2 separate regions of the Vulpes vulpes genome follow, and region 1 is linked to region 2. The links are chromatin contacts, called in public Hi-C maps. All regions are on one chromosome and are shown on one strand. Each heading gives the region's core, a stretch centred on a gene start, on an enhancer-like site or on the middle of the called end of the contact. The rest is flanking DNA. Distances are from core to core; before and after follow the strand shown. Region 1 holds the start of CD164 (CD164 molecule). Region 2 holds the start of CEP57L1 (centrosomal protein 57 like 1).

The links. Hi-C and Micro-C count contacts between places; a contact is called where the count stands out from the background.
Region 1: a contact with region 2 is called in a Hi-C map of skeletal muscle, with 3 times the contacts expected there. The contact joins the promoter of CD164 here to the promoter of CEP57L1 in region 2. A contact is called at or near these places in 2 of 3 Hi-C or Micro-C datasets (both in skeletal muscle).

What each region holds. Positions count from the first base shown.
Region 1 is chr1:194,948,325-194,953,948 of VulVul3, forward strand. It overlaps CD164 (CD164 molecule), which reads right to left and starts at 3,632. Exons shown (of 6, transcript XM_072738591.1): 1 at 3,292-3,632; 2 at 432-515. The coding sequence starts at 3,472.
Region 2 is chr1:194,695,420-194,700,991 of VulVul3, forward strand. It overlaps CEP57L1 (centrosomal protein 57 like 1), which reads left to right and starts at 1,775. Exons shown (of 12, transcript XM_026005783.2): 1 at 1,775-2,126. SESN1 (sestrin 1) reads right to left here and starts at 1,468. Exons shown (of 10, transcript XM_026005781.2): 1 at 369-1,468. The coding sequence starts at 626.

The DNA of each region.
Region 1 (5,624 bases), core at 2,382-4,881, 250 kb after region 2:
CCAACAAATTTGTTAAGGTCTCTGCTAGTTCCTCTAGCAGGACACCTGCAGCAGATAAATGCCTCCTTTTTCTGGGAAACTGTTTTCAGGGGAAAATCTCACAACTTTCTCCCACAGCTGATTTCAGCGTACTTGTCCATTTAATCTTCAAAGGCTTTAAAATCTCTCTTCCTTTAAAAGCTACTGAACCTCAATTATCAAGTTTAAGGAATTAAAGGGGTGGGGACAGAATGGGAGACTGGATATTTTAGGGGGAATGTTCAAAGAAATAAGCACTTCAAGGGAAAAGTATCTGATTTGCAAAATAAATAGTGCACAATATTCCTAATTTTCTACTAATTTTCAAGTTATTCAGAAATACCCCGTACGATATCGTAAAATGTTCTAACAGTTTGCATTCTTAAAATTAAAGCAATCCCAAAGCTTCTTACCTTTACATTCTATCCAAGAGCAGGCAGTGGCATCAATGCTAGTGTTCACACAAGAAACACAGCTGTTGCGGTTGTCACAGGTATCTGGTGGGGAGGGACATATAAAACCAATCAGTTGAGACGTCACTTTAAGCTTGTACAACTTACCTTTTTTAAACAAAAGTGAGCATTAAGTACGTTACCAGACTTACTAATTCAGAGAAATGGTAAGACGTTATAGCCCATCAACAGATGAATGGTTTAAAAAAAAAAAGTTATACATTTTGCAATAGAATATTATTCAACTATAAAAAAAGAAAATCCTGCCATATGCTAATCCTGCCATATGGATGAGCCGTAAGGACATTATGCTCAATTAGACGTTCAAAAAAGGACAAATATTGCATCATTTCACCAATATTAAGTATCTAAAATAGTCAAATTCAGAAGCAGAAAAGCAGAATGATGGCTGCCAGGGCTGGGGGCAGGAGGAATGGAGATCTGCTCCTCAAGCAGGGGACAGTTTCCAGTAGGAGGAAAAGTTCTGGAGATCTGTAGAATACTGTGCTTATGGTTAATAGTGTATATACACTTAAAAATTTGTTAGGGTAGGCCATCTACATGTTTTTAATCACACACATAAAAACAGTACATAAACTGGTTTAATAAGAAATTCCAATCATTATAAATGACTTATGGAACTGAAGTAAACACCAAGAGAAAGGGAAGAAAAAAAATCCCACAAGCTAGCAGGAATGCCCATTACCTATCTAAACAACCCTTTGCTACAGGACAACTATTTCACAGACACTCAGGGTTTCTTGAGCCATTTTAAAGCACCCTTAAAAAATAAAAAATTGGAAAAAAGGCAGTGTTATGTAAGGCCAACACCACACACACACACACACACACACGAAATCACTGGTCCAAAACATCAGCTAAGACGCTGGAATTTAATAAAGTAATAAAAATTTGGGTTACAGGTTGAACCCAAACCCCGAAGATGTTCATTCCGAAAACCCCAGATTTGTAATTCATAAATGATCCGCTATTTCCAGGGTCCTCCATGACTGGAGGATAAGAGACAGTAACACCTAGAAGGGGCTACATTCACGGACGTACAGTTTAACGAATTAGCAGAGTCTTTGTCAATAATATAGGCCAAATAACTCAAAAAGTCTAGACTAAGGCTCTACCCATTTTCCTGGAAGCTAGAGGACTCCAAAGAAACATTCACATTTACTTTCCCTGTGCTTTAAAAAAAAAAAAAACAACAGTTCTGCACAGAGGCAACGCATTTCAATATTTTATCACTAGTATTTTTCAGGAACTGGAATGTATAGAATACCCTTAAGTAAGGGATTCACAAAGTAGAAAATAAGTTCTGCAGAGGTTTGTGTACTAGGAAAAAAAAATGCTAGTTGTCCAAAATCTTTTGTGCCTGATGACTAACGTTTGAATACCACCACAGTCAATGAACAAAACTTGCTACCTTTCATTTTAGACTGCGGCTTATCCAACTGCTACTTAGAGAAAACAAATCATCTCCTTTGTAGGACTTTCAGTTACACAAAGGCAATTAACTTGGGTATCTCCCAGCTTCTCTTTGGAAAAACACACACTCCAAAACTACAATTCTGCGAAGAAACTGCCAAGTAAGCCGGAGACAAAACATGCTGTGCCCTATCATCTTAGAAACAGCGCAGTCAGAAATGTCCAGGATTGTATTGCAATTTACTTCCCTCGTTTAACAATTTTTGAATTGCGCTACATCTCATTATTGATCATATATTAAACTTTCATAAAACACAAAGACCAAGAGAAGAAGCTTCAAAATAGTAGGATCACGGGGCGGGGGGGAGGAAGCCAAGGTAAAAAAAATCTGCCACTTCAGCAATTCTTCGGTCAGGATGCCGCTTATTCCTTACCCAATATTAACTAGAATAACCCATCACACTAGATTGCAGGGTTTTAAATACCTAGGGCTCCTTTTCACCTCAAATCGATCTTCCCCTCTCTGTTTTGTGTTGTCACGGAATTGCCAATTTCTGCTTCGAGATTTCAGCGTTACGACTCAAGCACAGTACCCCCAATCGATTACAGGGTTTAACCAAAAAAAAAAATAAATAAGAAAAAAAGAAAGAAAGAAATGAAAAAGAAAGAAAATCGGCAGACCTGGGTTCCAACCCCAGCTTCACAGCCAACTAAACCTACGCTCCGGGCAGTCAGTCCATCTCCATCTTCCTCCTAGATGTCACCACCTATCTTCCAGCTCGGCCTAAAACACCAAGAGGGGGAACGTACGAAGCTTCGGGCGCACGGAGGGGCGGCTTTTCTTCCTCTGCGCACAGGGAGAAGCGTAAACTTTTAATTTGACCAAACGCCCAAACCTCAGCTGGATCCCACACTGATCCGCGAAGCCCAAACGGTCAGATCCGAGACACCGGCCACGAGCACCGACGCCTCCGGTCCTTGCGGCGGTCGCCAGTGCCCGGGGTCGTCGGCTCTCGGAGCAGCGGCCCCGGGTGCGCAGGTCTGGAGGCGCGTCGCCTCGCCTCGCCTCGCCTCGCCCCACCGTCCACCTCACGGCCGCCGCCGCGGGAGGCGGCCACGTCCCCCGTTCTGGAGCTGACGTGACACTGGGGATTACGAGGCACTTTTGCAAAGCGCCCCGGCGTGGGGCACCTCGCGGCGGCAGGGAGCCCGACGGCCGCCGCTGCCCCCGGGGCGCTCCCCCGCCCCCGCCCCCCCGGCCCGGCCCGGCTGCTCCCGGACGGGCCGCCATGTTGCTGGAGCGCAGCCCGGCCCGGCCCCGCGCGCACCGCGGACGCGGCAGGCGGCGGGCGGGCGAGTCCCGGAAGCCCGCTGGGCCGGCGCCCACCTGGTGCCGGAGTGGTGGCCGGCGCGGGGGTCGTCACCCGCGTCGTGGCTGTGTCGCTGGTCGGCGGAGTCGTGGCGGTGGTCACGTTCGGGTCCAACTCCAAGTCCAGAGCCGCGGTCAGCGCACAGAGCGCGGCCAGGCAGGCGGCGGCCCAGCACAGCTGGCGGGAGAGCCCCGACATCGCGGCCTGCGCTCCGGCGTTCCGGCGACTGCGGCGGCGCCCTCCGCTCCGCGCGTCCTGTCCCCTGCGGCACCGCCTCGGAGAGTCCGGCCCCCCGCGAGAGCGCGCCGGGGTCACGTGAGGGCCCCCGGCCACGGCGCGCGGGGGCGAGGCGGGGGCGGGCGCTACCAACGGCTCGGCCGCGGGGGGGGACGGGGGCACCGGGAGGAGACCCGGGAGGCTCCGCTCATCTCACAGCGGCCGGGCCGCGGCGAAGCAGCTCCGCAGACGCAGGGAACGACCCCGCTGCCCCCGGAGAGCCCCCCAAGACGCCGCTGGGCTGTGCTGCTTCCGGCGCGGGACGGCTCCCGCTCGGCTCGGATGGAACAGCCCGCCTGAGGTGGCGCGCGGCGGCCGGGGGCGACGGCGCGGCTGGCGGCGCGCGGGCCACGTGACTCCGCGGGTGGCGCTCCGGGGCCCGAGGCCGCGCGGCGGCGGTGTCCGTGAGGGGTGTGTAGGCCCGGCGGGGCCTGGCGTGGGTGCTGTGCCCGCCTCGCCGCAGGACCCGCGCTCCGCTCCCCGGAAAATCGGTCTTTCTGCGAGTTACGCGGTGCTGGGGCCCCGGGAAACGAAACCGCGTGGTTGCGTCGCGCCCGCCGCCAGCGCCCGGCAGCCGGTGTCCCGCTGCGCGCGGGGCCGAGTCCGCCTGCCGCGCCTGGCCCGCCGGCCTTCCCCGAGGTCCGCGCCGCCACCGCCGGCAGAGACGAGCGGGGGGGGGGGGGATCGTCGGTGCGCTCCCGCCCCTGCCTCACCGGGGAGGACACCGACGCGCGGGAACGGAGCGGCGGGCCCGAAGCCCGGGGGCCTCACCTCGCGACCGGCTTTCCAGCCGGCCCGTTTCAAGCTCCGTCCCGGCTCGGGCTTTTGGGAAAGGTGAGCGCCCCCTGACGCCCGGCCCTGCCTGTACCCGCGACTCAAAATTGGGAGTATAAAAGCCGTTTTTTTATTTTTATTTTTTTATAAAAGCTGTTCTTAACGCCGTTTTCCCCCACCCCACCCCGTTATTCGCATTCAAGTTTAATTACGTACATTTACCCAAATAAAATAACACACGGTCATTAATTGCTTTTCTGAGATCTGCTTCGCTATGAAGACACCGAAAAAAGTTGACTATCAACTTTTTTTTTTTTTTTTTGGTCTCAACTTGAAGTTTTAAAAACTTTCTAGAAGACTCTAATCCGTGGGGCCCTTTTGTACCCTCGTGACTAGGAACTTTTTTTTTTTTTGAGAGAAGCAGGCTTTTAATTTATATATATTTTTAATTGAAATTCGATTTGCCAACATATAGTATAACACCCATTACTTTTTTTTTTAATATTTTATTTATTTATCTTATGAGAGACACAGAGAGAGGCACAGACACAGAGGGAGAAGCAGGCTCCCTGCAGGGAGCCCGATGCGGGACTCGATCCCGGGTCTCCAGGATCACGCGCCCTGAGCCAAGGGCAGACGCTAAACCGCTGAGCCCCCCAGGGATTTCCCCGGAACATTTGTCCTATTGGCTACACTTGCTGGAGATTCGCTTGATGTAGACAAACTGAGGGTGTCTGGTCCCACATGGCCAGAAGGATGAGAGTGCAGCCAGGTACTTAAATGAGGCCCCGTTTTTGGCCTTAAGTGAACGTCTCTTCTCTCCGTGTATGGCGTCCAGAGTATGCACGTGGCCATCTGACACCCAAAGGGAGGCATTAGTAAACTTTTTTTTAAGGTTAAAAATATAATAAAAGTTCTGTTTTCTTTCCCTACCCCAGGGGATCATCTTGTTTACACACTAGCATGAATACCCCCCACCATGGAGGACGTTCATTTATACAGTCTGTCATCTGGGTGTTCAACTCCAGCCTTCAGATTTTTTTTTTTGTTTTTTTTGTTTTTGTTTTTGTTTTTTTATTATTTATTTATGATAGTCATACAGAGAGAGAGAGAGAGGCAGAGACATAGGCAGAGGGAGAAGCAGGCTCCATGCACCGGGAGCCTGATGTGGGATTCGATCCCGGGTCTCCAGGATCGCGCCCCGGGCCAAAGGCAGGCGCCAAACCGCTGCGCCACCCAGGGATCCCCAGCCTTCAGATTTTTGATAGCCTTTTTTTTTTTATTCATGAGAGACACAGAG
Region 2 (5,572 bases), core at 525-3,024:
TATCCCTTTCCAACATGTAAAAATGAATGCAAGAAAAAAAAAAGCAAGTCTTCACTTGCGATTAACTGTAACTGTCTCACAGTTTTCCTAGAGAAATGCAATTTCTGCTAAAAAAAACAAACAAACAAAAAGCACCTCTCTAGAAACACAATACTTGTTTACTCTTATTTGAAAATGGCTTTTACTTTAGTTCCTCTTGTACAGTCTGGGCCCCAAATTCCACGCTTTCCAAGCCACCCCGAGCTGCGGAATGAATTCGTAAGGGGCTCGCAGAACCACCGACTAGGAGCCCACAACACAGAGGGAGTGGCTGCAAGTAAACCTGCACTTGCACCGGGCGGGCAGTTGCAATCACAATGTTTTCTTACCTGGACGCTCTTCAAAATAAATTCACTTTTCTCTCTTACATCTTTAAAGGGACATCTCTTAGAGAGCATGAGCAGGTGAGCAAGGAGTCTATTCAACCCATCCAAAGAAACCGCCGGGGGTGGGAGCCCGTCTGGGGGACGAAGACCCTCGGTTCTTCTCAGGACCGTCTGCCTGATGCTGTCCAGCGCGGTCTCTCTAGTGCTCGGGTCCCTACTGCACAGCCCGTCCCATCTCACTTCACTGTCTCCTTCAGCCATGACAACCGGGGGGAGGGTCTCCTCGGGCCGCCTTCAGTGCCCCGTCGGCATGTCCCCACGAGCACTTGGTCACTTTTAAAACGAGGCACGTGAGAAGAAGAAAGCCAGGGGCATCGAGTCGTCGTGGAAGCACAGCGGTCTCGGTGACATCTGGAACCGCAGAGCGTCTTTTCGGACTCACCCTTCTCTCCTACACCAAGGGGCAGGGCGGTCCTCTTGGCAGAGACACGCGCGCAAAGAGAAGTTGGAAAGATGAAACCCTGCAGCGCTGGCTCGGCCGGACAGGCCGCCCCGGGGAAGTGCGCTCCTCCGCCTCGCGGGTCAGCGGATATCCTCACGTCGTGCAGCTGTCAAACCCCAGCTCTGCCCAGGAAGGCAGCTCGCAGGGGAAGGCGCTCCCAGCCATTCGGGGATTCTCGTCCGCGCAGCCACCGAGTCCCGGGAGCACTCCCACCCCGCCCCTCCTCCGGCGCCGGGCCCTGCCCTCTGCAGCTCCGCCCTCCGCCTCGGCGGCCGGGGAAGCAGCTGCCGGGGAAGCCTCGCCGAGCCCTCCTTGCTCGCCGGCCGCCGGGGGCGGAGACCCGGGCGCTCCTTGGAGAGGGAGAGGGTGCGGGGTGCGGGGTGCAGGGCGGGGCGCGGCAGCCCCTGCAGCCGCTGCCTCGGATGCAGCGTTGGAGGGAAGCGTCCCCGGCCCCGGCGACTCCCCGGGCAGACGCCGCTTCTTTTCCTCTCCCTGCGTCCTCGCCCACCGCCCGCTAAGCCGGACCCGCGCAGGGCCGGGCCGCCGAGCTGGCGCAGAAGCGAGGCCCCAGGCGCAGAGCCCGCCCCTTCGCCCAGCCCCATCGGTGGGGCTCGGCCCAGAGGGCGGGAGGAGGGAGGGGAGATGGGGTCCTCACCCCCCTGCAGCCCCTCCCCTTTCTCCGCCCGGCATAAACCAGGAGCCGCCCCTGCCCCAGCGCCCTCTTCCCCGCCCAAGCAGACGCGACCCGCGGAGGCAAAGCCATTGGAAAGAGCCCCGCCCTCCGACGGGCTACCTCCGGACCCCAAGTCCGCGCCCGGCCGCCAACTGCAACCGGCTGCTACGCATGCGTGAGGGCGAGCAGGGCGCATGCGCCGAAGGGATTTTTTTTTTTTTTTTATTGCGTCGGGGGCGTTTCCGTCCCGTGACGTATGAAAGAAAAGTTAAGAAGTGCAAGTACAATGAAGCCATGACGGAGAGAGGCCGAGCACGGCCAAGAGGGCTTAGACACACACCTGGAGGAAACTGCATCCTCACTTAAGATCAGCTTGGAAAGAGTGACGGTGTCTTTATTACGCCAAATCCGAGATTGAAGAAGGCGGGGGTGGGGGTGGGGGGGAGCGTCGTCGCATTGGCTTCTGGGAAGTGTAGTTTTGATGTACCGGCGCGTTCTGCGGGCGATAGAAACTACAGTCCCCAGGAGCCCCTGCGACGTTGCCCGTGGCGGCCTTGGAGCCAACGGTTAGCGCGGACGGAGCTTGGTAAGCGTCGATTTGGGGAGCGCTGGGGGGTTTTGGCTGCCAATTGAGGCTTTTTTTTTTTTCCTTCGTTTCCTCAGGGATTTTGGAGATCGAGGCATCTAGAAGATGGCCTAAGTCCAGGGGGTTTTGTCCGGTGTGTCTGGGAAGGAGTAGCGCGGGCGCCCCGGGCGGGGGGCACGTTGGGGCGCGAGGAAGGGACGCGGCGGGAACGGCGGCCTCCGCTCGCGCCTCTGCGGGGGGACCCGCCAGGGCGGCCTTAGGTGACCCCGTGCGCCGGCCCTTGGTCCGCCTTTGCGCGGGGGGTGTTGTGTGTTTTCTGCGCCCAAAGGAGATCCCGAGCAGAAGCCAGATGTCAGATCCATTTTGCACGAGAGACTAAGGGGAAAAGAAGAATCTCCAGCATCCCTGGATGGGAACGTTTGCAGGCTCCCGCCCCCCCGCTTAGGTGATGCTATTTAAAAAAAAAAATCTCCCAAGATTTAGTATGTTTATTTTTTTAAGATTTTATTTATTTACTCATGAGAGACAGAGAGAGAAGCAGGCTCCATGCAGGGAGCCCCATGCGGGACTCGATCCGGGGTCCCCAGGGTCACGCCCTGGGCTGCAGGCAGAGCTAAACCACTGAGCCACCCGGGCTGCCCGATTTAGTATATTTTAGAAGGTTCATTTGCGTAAAAAGTTCATGTTTGTTTGTAAAAAAAAAAAAAAAAAAAGTCGTACCTCGAGAAAAGTCAAGGTGTGAAGGGCCGTCCGGTCCATCAATGAGATTTTAATTCTCCACGTGGTGGGATGGATGGCCGGGGCGGCTCAGTTCCCCAGGTGGGGAGTTCGAGCCCCGTGTTGGGTGTAGAGGCCACTTAAATAGAAACTTTAAAAAAAAAAATGATAATGATAATAATAAAGTCAAATAAGTTATTTTAGATAACTTATTTAAATTTTAAATCATAATGATAATAGTAACGTCAAATAAGTCATTCTAAATAGCTTATTTAAGTTTTAAATTTAAATTCCATTTTTGAATTTTAGAAATTTCTCCTTGTGAGGTGCTGAGTATGCCACAGGGGGAAAAGCCCCAGCCCCCTCTCCGGTGATGGCATCTGGTAGTAAAACACACAATTACAGTACACAGTATGGTAGCTGGCTAACTGGGACGTCTAGAAAGAGGGTTTCTTGGCTTACTCCTGGAAAGTCAGGGAAATTCTTCATCCCAGGGAAAGAGGACCGGAAGAAGCCTATGGTGAGGCTCAGAAGGGAGAGAGAGTCAGTACTTTCAGGAAACTGCAATAAGCCAAAATCCCCTCTATTTTGGGAAGGGTAACTTCCTGTGTGTTGATCTACTTTGAAGCTGCAAAGAGACCAGCCCTGTGAATTTTCCGGATGGTTTCTGAGGGTGACCTGACCTTGAACAGATTTGACAGTTTCAATGAATTAGTCTGATTTGGAAAGGCCTTGCTACTTTTATGCTATTTGGTTTAAATCCGATTTAAAAAAAAAAAAAGTGAATTTGTGAGTATGATTTCAAAAAATTTAAAAAGACAATCCTTTTTTGTCCTTTTTTGGGGCTCCTCCTCCTTGTCCAATGTACAACGTAGTTTCTTAAATCTAGATCCCCTTTTGCCTGCATAGTTGAGTCGGCTCCCATCCACACACATGGTTCCACTATGACTTGTAGACGAATAGCTCCATCCAGCTGTACCCGTGAGCTCCGTAAGCACAGCTTTTTCCAAACTGCCGTAATCTGTTGCCAAGACCATTGTATTAGTGATTGTTCACTCTGGCCTTTCTCCATTAGTTCTCCACACTGGAGCCATACTGAACTTTTTGAAATGCACGTCCTGGCCAGATTTTTCTCTTAAAATCATTCATTGCTGTCTCACTATTCTTAAGGCAAAACTTGTTTGTAAAAAGCCTAATAGCCTCTGGTCTCTTTCCACTGCAGCCTCACTTCGTGTATCTACCACTCTCCACCTCTCTCTACTTCAGCCATACAGATCTTTATTCATTCGCTGGTTTTCCTATTTCCACCTAATTTCAAATTTCCAACATATCTGTTGAGTGCTATGTAATGGGACAAGTACATATGTCATTGAGCACAATATACATTGACACTTGAACAACATGGATTTGAGCTGCACAGGTCTGCTTACGTGTGGATTGTTTTTTGATAAATACAGTACATAGTGTAAATCTATCTTCCTTAAATGCTTTTGTAATAGCATTTTCTTTTCTCTAGCTTACTTATTTTAAGAATACTGTATATAATATGTATACAGAGTATGTGTTGCTTATGTTATGTGCAAGGCTTCTAGTCAACAGTAGGCTTCTAGTAGTTAAGTTTGGGGGGAGTCAAAAGTTCTATGTATTAAAAGTTATGGGATTTTTTTTTTTTTACTTCCTGGTGGGGAGTTGGCACCTCTAACCCCCCACGTTGTTCAAAGGTCACCTGTACAAAAGTTCCTACTCTCATTGAGCTTACATTCTATTAGGGGGAGAGCAACAATAAATATATAATATATGAGGCAAATGAAGACAAATGTGGTAGAGAAAAAATAAGAGCCAACCAGGAAGGGGACTGTGAAGTACCAGATTGTGTGTGTGTGTGGGGGGGGGGGGAGAGGGCAAGGTTCACTTTTAAATAAGGTTGTCAGAGACCTAATCAAGAAGGAGACATTTGAGGGAATATGAAGTAGAAGGAGGAATAAGCTGTGCCGAGCCTTGGAGGAAGAACGTCCTGGGAAGAGAACAGCCAGTACAAAGGCCTCTGGGCAGGAGCAAAGAAATAGCAATGTGACTGGAGCACAGTAAGTGCAGGGGAGGAGAATAACTTGAGGTCACAGAGGAAGGAGGTCACATAGGTGGTTGAAAGGACCTTGACCTTTAACTGAATTAGGAAAGCCATTGGAGGGCTTAGAGCAGATCAGTTGCATGATCTGACTTTTCAAAATGATTACTTCTTTGAAACTGTGTTGAGCATAGATTAGGGGGAAGCGAGTGTAGAAGCAGAGACACTAGTTAGCAAGCTAAAGTGATAATCCAGGTGAGAGATGATAGTGGTAGCTTGGACCAGGGTGCTAACAGTGGAGGCAATGGGAAGAGGCCCATAGTCTGGACCTGTTGTGTTTGTTTAGCTAACAAGTTTTACTGATAGATTGGATATGAGGTGTGAGTGTATAGGAGTTGAAGATGACTCCAAAGTTTTTAGGCTAAACAACAAGAAGAAAGGAATTGCCATTTCATGTTGTGAGGATGTCTACAGTTTTGTGTACAGAGGTAAGGAGATGGAAATCAAGAGTCTTGTTTGGCCATGTAAAGTTTAAGATGCCTCTAAGATATTCAAGTAGAGGTATGGAGTAGGCAAGTTAGGTAAAAGAGCACAGAGATGAGGTAAAAGATCTGGCTGTAGATAGAATAACTGGATTTCACAGTAGTGTTTTAATAGCAGTTAA